Regions from separate parts of the Mus musculus genome. Here region 2 is linked to region 1. A link is a contact called in public promoter capture Hi-C data. All regions are on one chromosome and are shown on one strand. The core of a region is the stretch at or near the end of the contact, and the rest is flanking DNA. Distances in the headings are between cores, read along the strand shown.

Region 1 (3,065 bases), core at 434-2,933:
TGAATGACATGACTACTGATGAAAAACTGTTTTTTTTTGTTGATTTGCTTTGTTCCACTTCTAGCAGACTTACAGCAACTGAGGTGAGGTAGGAAGACAGGGAAATTTAAGGACATGGGATAGAAAGGTCCTCACCCTGCAGTCTAAAGTCTCTCACCAGCTGAGAGGTAAGAATTCAGCACAACTAGTCAGGATGTAATGGCACATACCTTTAATCCCAGCACTAGGGAGGCAGGTGGGTCTCTGTGAGCTTGAGACAGCCTGATCTACAGATCAGAATACCAGGGCAAGTAGGGCTACACAGAGATACCCTGTCTCCATAATAATAATAATTCCAGCACAATTAAAAAATCTTGCTGGGAGGTGGCCTACATGGAGGTATTTCTTTTTATAAGTAAGAATATTATAATAGTAACAAATCATGTCTAAGGCCAAAACGCATATGACCAGGTACGGCTTATCACCTTTCCTGTAAGATAGTTATTTTCTAGGATTCTCATGAGCAAGATTAAAGCTCCACCAGCAGTAAAAGACTTGTCTTTTTATATTTTGGGGGTTTTTTTGGTTTTGTTTCTTCTTTGTTTGTTTTTGAGACAAGATTTCTCCATGAAGCCCTGGCTGTCCTGGGACTTGCTCTGTAGATCAGGTTGGCCTGGAACTCAGAGATCTGCCTGCCTCTGCCTCCTGAATGTTGGGATTAAAAGCATGTGCCACCACTGACCTGTAAAAAAAGACACATCTTAACCTCCTTGTGCAATGTTAGTGAACCATGGTTTTACCTGATCAAACTATAGTATTAGCCCAAAGCATCTCTCTTGAAACATGAACTACAACTTCTTAGTAAACTTAAACTCTGCCTTATATTGACTCAATTAGAAATTCTTCTAGGGTCATCAGTAATCCTGTCTTCTCAAAGGAACACTTCAGGCTGCTCCAGCAGCATAGCGTAGCTGTAGCTACAGATCCTATCTTACTACCACTAATATACTTCAGAGACTTTTTCCCTTAGAATAATCGCCAGAATCCTTACTCTGTTATTCTGATACTTGGACTTTCTTGAAAAGTCCTGAGAGCAAACTTATTTTCTTTTCTTAAATCTAACTGCTTTCTGCTACTTCTTTCTTTAAAAACTAAAGGGAGCCGGGCGGTGGTGGCGCACGCCTTTAGTCTCAGCACTTCGGAGGCTGAGGCAGGCGGATTTATGAGTTCGAGGCCAGCCTTGTCTACAGAGTGAGTTCCAGGACAGCAAGAGCTATACAGTGAAACCCTGTCTCGGAAAAAACAAAACAACAAAACAAAACTAAAGGGCTTAATCCTTAATTATGATTCTGGCTTAAATCAAGGAATGACTTGTACCAGAGGAAACCTACGAGACGATTTCCATTGGTTTCCCTGTTGCAATCCTTCATTAGACTGAAATATCGAGTTTCAAAAATCTAATATCTCGAAATACTCCAGGGGCTGTTAGGACCAAGCAAGAGAAGGGCGAGGGATCCTGAACTAGACTTTAGGAAAAACTCCATAGAAAGGGAGCACGTGAGGTCAGAAAGCCACACGCGCGACCTCTCAGTGAGCTTCGTGCCACCCAGCTTTCTCCGGTCATCCTGCTCCCCAAAAATGTGGGGCCGTTTCTCTCCGGGGCTTTGAATTCCCGAGCAGGGCTACAGGTCCCTTCCGCTCACTCCCTTGACAGCAGAGCGCCTTCTCTTCCCCCGAACAATCTCTGGGTTGCAGGAGAGCAGATGGGCCGCCAGAAGGTACCGGGGTGTCTCCCCTGCCTTTCCGCGGCGGGCCTCCTCACCTGTGGATAAAGATGCTCCATGAACTGCTCCCGGGAGACGCCCCGCAGCCGGGGTACCGGAAGACGCTGCTCAGCCATGGTGAAATTCACAGGCCTGGGAATTTGGACGAGTTCTTCCACGCGTGATTTCCCCTGGAAACACTACTCCGGAAGAAATGGTCCGCGTAGGTGACTGACCCCAGAGGGCGGCGGCTGGTTCGAAGTGCGCACGGCGGGGAGCCCGAGGGCTTCGGCCTGGGCTGAGGGCTAACACAGCCGAAATGAGAGGACTCACCCGAGGCGGCGGCAGCGAGGCGGCCTTGGCTCCACTTCTCCAACCCCGGCGAGCTGGTTTCCCTCCGGCCTGCTTTCAGTACTGCACAGGCATGCAGAGGTGAAAGGTCACAAACATGGCGCTGGCCGCCCGTCTCCTACCTCTGCCCCTGCTTTCCCGGCCGCTGCCCGGCCCGGTCACCCGACTCCGGACTCTCGGTAGCACCGAGGTGAGGCTGACGCTGACTGAAATTTGCTGCCTGTGCCGCCGTCGCCTGGGCTCAAGCGCGGCTCCGATCCCTCGCTACACTCGGGCCTGGACAAGCCCTGCGTTGCGTTCCTGGAGCTCCCGAAGATCCCTTCTCGGCCGGGTAGAACATCCTCCAGCCCTCGCTTCTTTACCCGCTAGTCCCAGCCGCAGCTACAGCACCGAGGAGCAGCCCCAGCAACGCCAGAGAACCAGAATGATCATTCTGGGATTTTCCAATCCCATCAACTGGGTCCGGACTCGAATTTACGCCTTCCTTATTTGGGCCTATTTCGACAAAGAGTTCAGTATCGCTGAGTTCTCTGAAGGGGCGAAGCAGGTTTGTTTGCTCCCCTAACTGACCTCTCTGCCTCGTGCATTCAGCGTTTCCGTGATCAAGTGTTTAGCCATGAAGTTTCTTCATTGCGACCCGTGGTATCCAACGATGGTAGTGACCTAGACACTGAATCTTTCGGCCACTTCAGGACTTTAATAAGCTTCTAAGTGTGTTCGCATGGTCGTCAGGGAGGAGGGGTTCATTCAAGAAACTAGGATGAAGGCCTAAGTTCAAAGCCTGTTTGTCAGTGCCACTCTAAAATTAGTTAATCCTTTGGGTATGATTTTTCCAGAATTAGAAGATTAGAGAAGACAGTGCCTGGCACACATAGTAGGCACTTCATAAGTATTTGTTAAGTAAATCGAATGGAGTAAGTTATGGTGAGGAATAAGATAACACTGCCAAAGTAATAACATATCATTTCAGGT
Region 2 (3,211 bases), core at 285-2,784, 2.0 Mb before region 1:
GTTAGGTGTAATAATGAGAGAGCATCAGAAAAACAGTAGCCTAAAATTGGCTATACTTCTGAGGACAAAATATATTTTCTATGTAACAGTTATGAGAAGAAGCGCTTGCTATTTCGGTTGTAGTTCTCAACATCTCACTAGAGGGCAGTGTTGCTTCTAAAACCAGAGCTGGCCTCTCATCTAGAGGACACTCATTTCTGGGTTGCACGTATATTTAAAGAAAAGGTAAAGTCAAGTCTTTCCAGTCTTCCCTAGGAGATGGTAAATGTCAAATGTGAATTCTCCCAAGAGCCCCATCCAATTTTGACTGGTTGTAGCCCCAGGGGAGCCAGATAAAAAAAGTGAAGAGAGCTTGGAAGGAACTGGGTAGCAGATCTGATTTTAGTGTCTGTACTAACCAGTCAGTAGACAAGGTCCTTGGGCTTTCATTTCCTCTGTTAAATAAAAGAGCTGCCCTAGATGACTCCTAACACCCCAGCTCATCCTTAAAATGCTAGAATTTTAATAAATTTCTGGCCCTGAAGGGCTGAAAAATTTCTTGGTGCTATTGGCCACGTAAGGAAGAAGTAAAATCTTGAATTATGAAATAATTAGTAATTTAAATGCATTTAATGATCTAAGTGAGATTCAGTACGTCGTCCAACTCTCCAGGGACCTTAGAGCCATTGTCTACATTTGCTCATGGTGTGATTAATGCTACCGAATCCCTGCTCTCCTCTTGGTTACTAGCTTGGTGGAAGGAGCAAAATGTAATGATTTAGAATTATATGTAGAAAGGAGGCTGGACCCTCGTCGAGAACGGTTTAGGGTAGAGACTAAACCTGCCAATGACCTTGTCGCTATGTGGCTTCCATCATCTCTGTGTTTCATTCGGCGGCGTTCCCAGGGTTTTCGTTGCTCTGCTTCCTCTTACCCTACCTACCCCTTAAACCCAACTCCTTGTTGTATTGACTCAGATTACTGAGTGAATGTAGAATCCGCTCATAGAACCCGAGACAAACTGTGGAACTCCAGGGTCCTAGTGCGTGGACTTCACTTCTAAGGATTGGCAGGAGAGCCAGTGATTGACCCTTGGCTGTGCCAAGTGTCACTACTACACCCCTCCAAACACTCTAACCTTCTCGCTCAACATCTTCTTTATTCCAGATTTGCTGTTTTGCAGTGTTTCCTCCGTCATCTCACTGCCGCCCGCAAACCACCCCACCCGCGTCCCATTTCTTGAACCTTCAGGCCGCTTTCGTCTCCTTTCTAAACTTCCTAAAATGTACTCTGAGTGCCTGTGGGTGCGCACACTGGCGCGCGCATCCTCGCCTAGTACCGGGGCCAGCTGGGCTGGGCAGGCTCCGAGCAACAGAACACATTCCATTCTTCGCGCTCGGGCACACCCCTCCGCGGTGAGGATTGGTCGGCCCGAACCCCCTCGGTGAGCCTCGGCTCCTGAGAGGCCGGGGAGCCTGCCAATCCCCACGGGCTGTCAAAACAAGTCTTCCCTCCCTGTCACAGGCGAGCGGAGTGGAGGCCGCCCCGCCGCCGCACTTCCTGGGGCCGCCGTGCTGCGGTCGGCGGGCAGGTGGCTGGTGGCCGATCCGCAGTCGCCGCTCCGGCCGCGCACGTCCCGGCTCCGAGGCTCCTGGCTCCGGCGCCCACTGCCTTTTGTCTGCACAGAGCCGGCGCTCGCCTCGCGTCTCCAGTACCTCCCGCTGCTTTTCGCCTGCTTCTCCCTCCCGCTCACATCTTCTCCCCGCCCCCGCCGCCCGTCCGCGCCGGCCCGCTGACCTCCTGGACCACAGCCCGAGGACGCCTCTGCCGGAGCGATGTCTCCTTTCTACAAAGTTGTGGCTGCCACTGCAGCGGCCGTGGCGCGCTAAAACAAAGTCTAGCGGGGTTTCCTTCTGGTGCCTGAGCGCACCCGTGCCCGGGGCTGGACGCCGCTGGCGGTCGTGCTGTCTCGCCGGGAGCCTAAAACGTGCTTGGCTATGGCTGAGGGCGCGGCTAGCAGGGAGGCTCCGGCGCCTCTCGACGTTGCCGGGGGCGAAGACGACCCCCGAGCCGGCGCCGACGCTGCCTCAGGGGACGCCCCACCCCCGGCCTTGGGGGGCCGGATGAGGGACCGTCGCAGTGGGGTCGCGCTGCCGGGCGCTGCGGGGGTCCCCGCGGATAGCGAGGCCGGCCTCCTGGAGGCTGCACGAGCGACCCCCCGGCGTAGCAGCATCATCAAGGTAAGCGGAGCAGCAGCGGCCCAGAGCCTGGTATGGGTGCCGGGTGGGTAGGGGACATCCCCCCTCCAGCCCCTGGGCAGGATGTTCATTGCCCTAGGCGTCGCAGGCTGGGCATTGTTTTCTCCCACCTCCTTCATCGCCAAACCTTCCTGCCTAGTCCGGAGGTTCCCAGAATCAGCTGTTGGCCTTGAGAAGCAGAAGTGACTTCCTCTCTGACAGCGGAGGAAAAGTTCTCTGCGCTTCTGCGGTTTGATGGATGCTTTCCCTCATTTTCTCACTAACCGGTGGATGGGAGGAGGAAGGGTGAACTTGGGATAAATGCAGAGACCTGCGGGCTGGCTGTGCATTCTCCAGCGGAGAGCTAGCTTTCCCGAACAGCAAAGGCAAAGCACAGCTTACTTTTAATTGTGTGTGGGAAATCTCCCCCATACAGAAATGGTTCTGAAATCCTGAAACGCCTGAACTTTGCAGATAGGCAGGCAGAGTTTGCAGCGGACGCTGCAGCATAGAAAGGATGAAGGAAGAGCTTAGAGGTTTTGCGCTGCAGAAAACACACATCCGGGAAAACGTTCCCAGACTCCCCTAGCACCCCCAGAGGATTTGCCTTTATCCATCTGCCAAGGAATTGTAAACCTTTCTTCGCCCTATTTATTTATTTCTGTCTTCCACTTTGAACTTGTTTCCCATGTTCGAAAGTTCATCTTTTGGGTGCATGACTTTGGAGTAATCTTTTCAGGTAAGAGCCCTGGAATAGGGCTTCCTAGCATAGATCTATGTGAATACTACGTACATGTGAGATTAAAGCTGATCTTGGTAAAGCAGTCAGTGTGAATGTCCACCCATCTGTGATAAACACAGTACACCACAGGCGACAGCAAAAGGTCTAGGAGCCACCTATTATTCTTTCTGGATAGGCTCATACATTCAGAAAGCTTGCTTAGGTTTAAACCAAGCAATCGCGATGTAATGCGTGTCTTCTTTCCCACGCTAGC

The links. Promoter capture Hi-C pulls out the DNA fragments that hold promoters and counts their contacts.
Region 2: a promoter capture Hi-C map of pre-B cells shows a contact between it and region 1. The contact joins the promoter of Plcl1 here to the promoter of Maip1 in region 1. A contact is called at or near these places in 4 of 39 promoter capture datasets (the 3T3-L1 cell line, hippocampal neurons, liver and 1 more), 2 of 484 Hi-C or Micro-C datasets (cortical neurons and pro-B cells), 4 of 115 datasets of contacts at active chromatin or transcription factors (embryonic forebrain, embryonic hindbrain, large pre-B cells and 1 more) and 1 of 9 other capture datasets (adipose tissue).

What each region holds. Positions count from the first base shown.
Region 1 is chr1:57,404,583-57,407,647 of GRCm38.p6, forward strand. Maip1 (matrix AAA peptidase interacting protein 1) reads left to right here and starts at 1,684. Exons shown (of 5, transcript NM_001081181.3): 1 at 1,684-2,640. The coding sequence starts at 2,191. Tyw5 (tRNA-yW synthesizing protein 5) reads right to left here and starts at 2,092. Exons shown (of 8, transcript NM_001037742.2): 1 at 1,802-2,092. The coding sequence starts at 1,879.
Region 2 is chr1:55,404,412-55,407,622 of GRCm38.p6, forward strand. It overlaps Plcl1 (phospholipase C-like 1), which reads left to right and starts at 1,535. Exons shown (of 6, transcript NM_001114663.1): 1 at 1,535-2,219. The coding sequence starts at 1,977. It also overlaps the pseudogene Gm8531.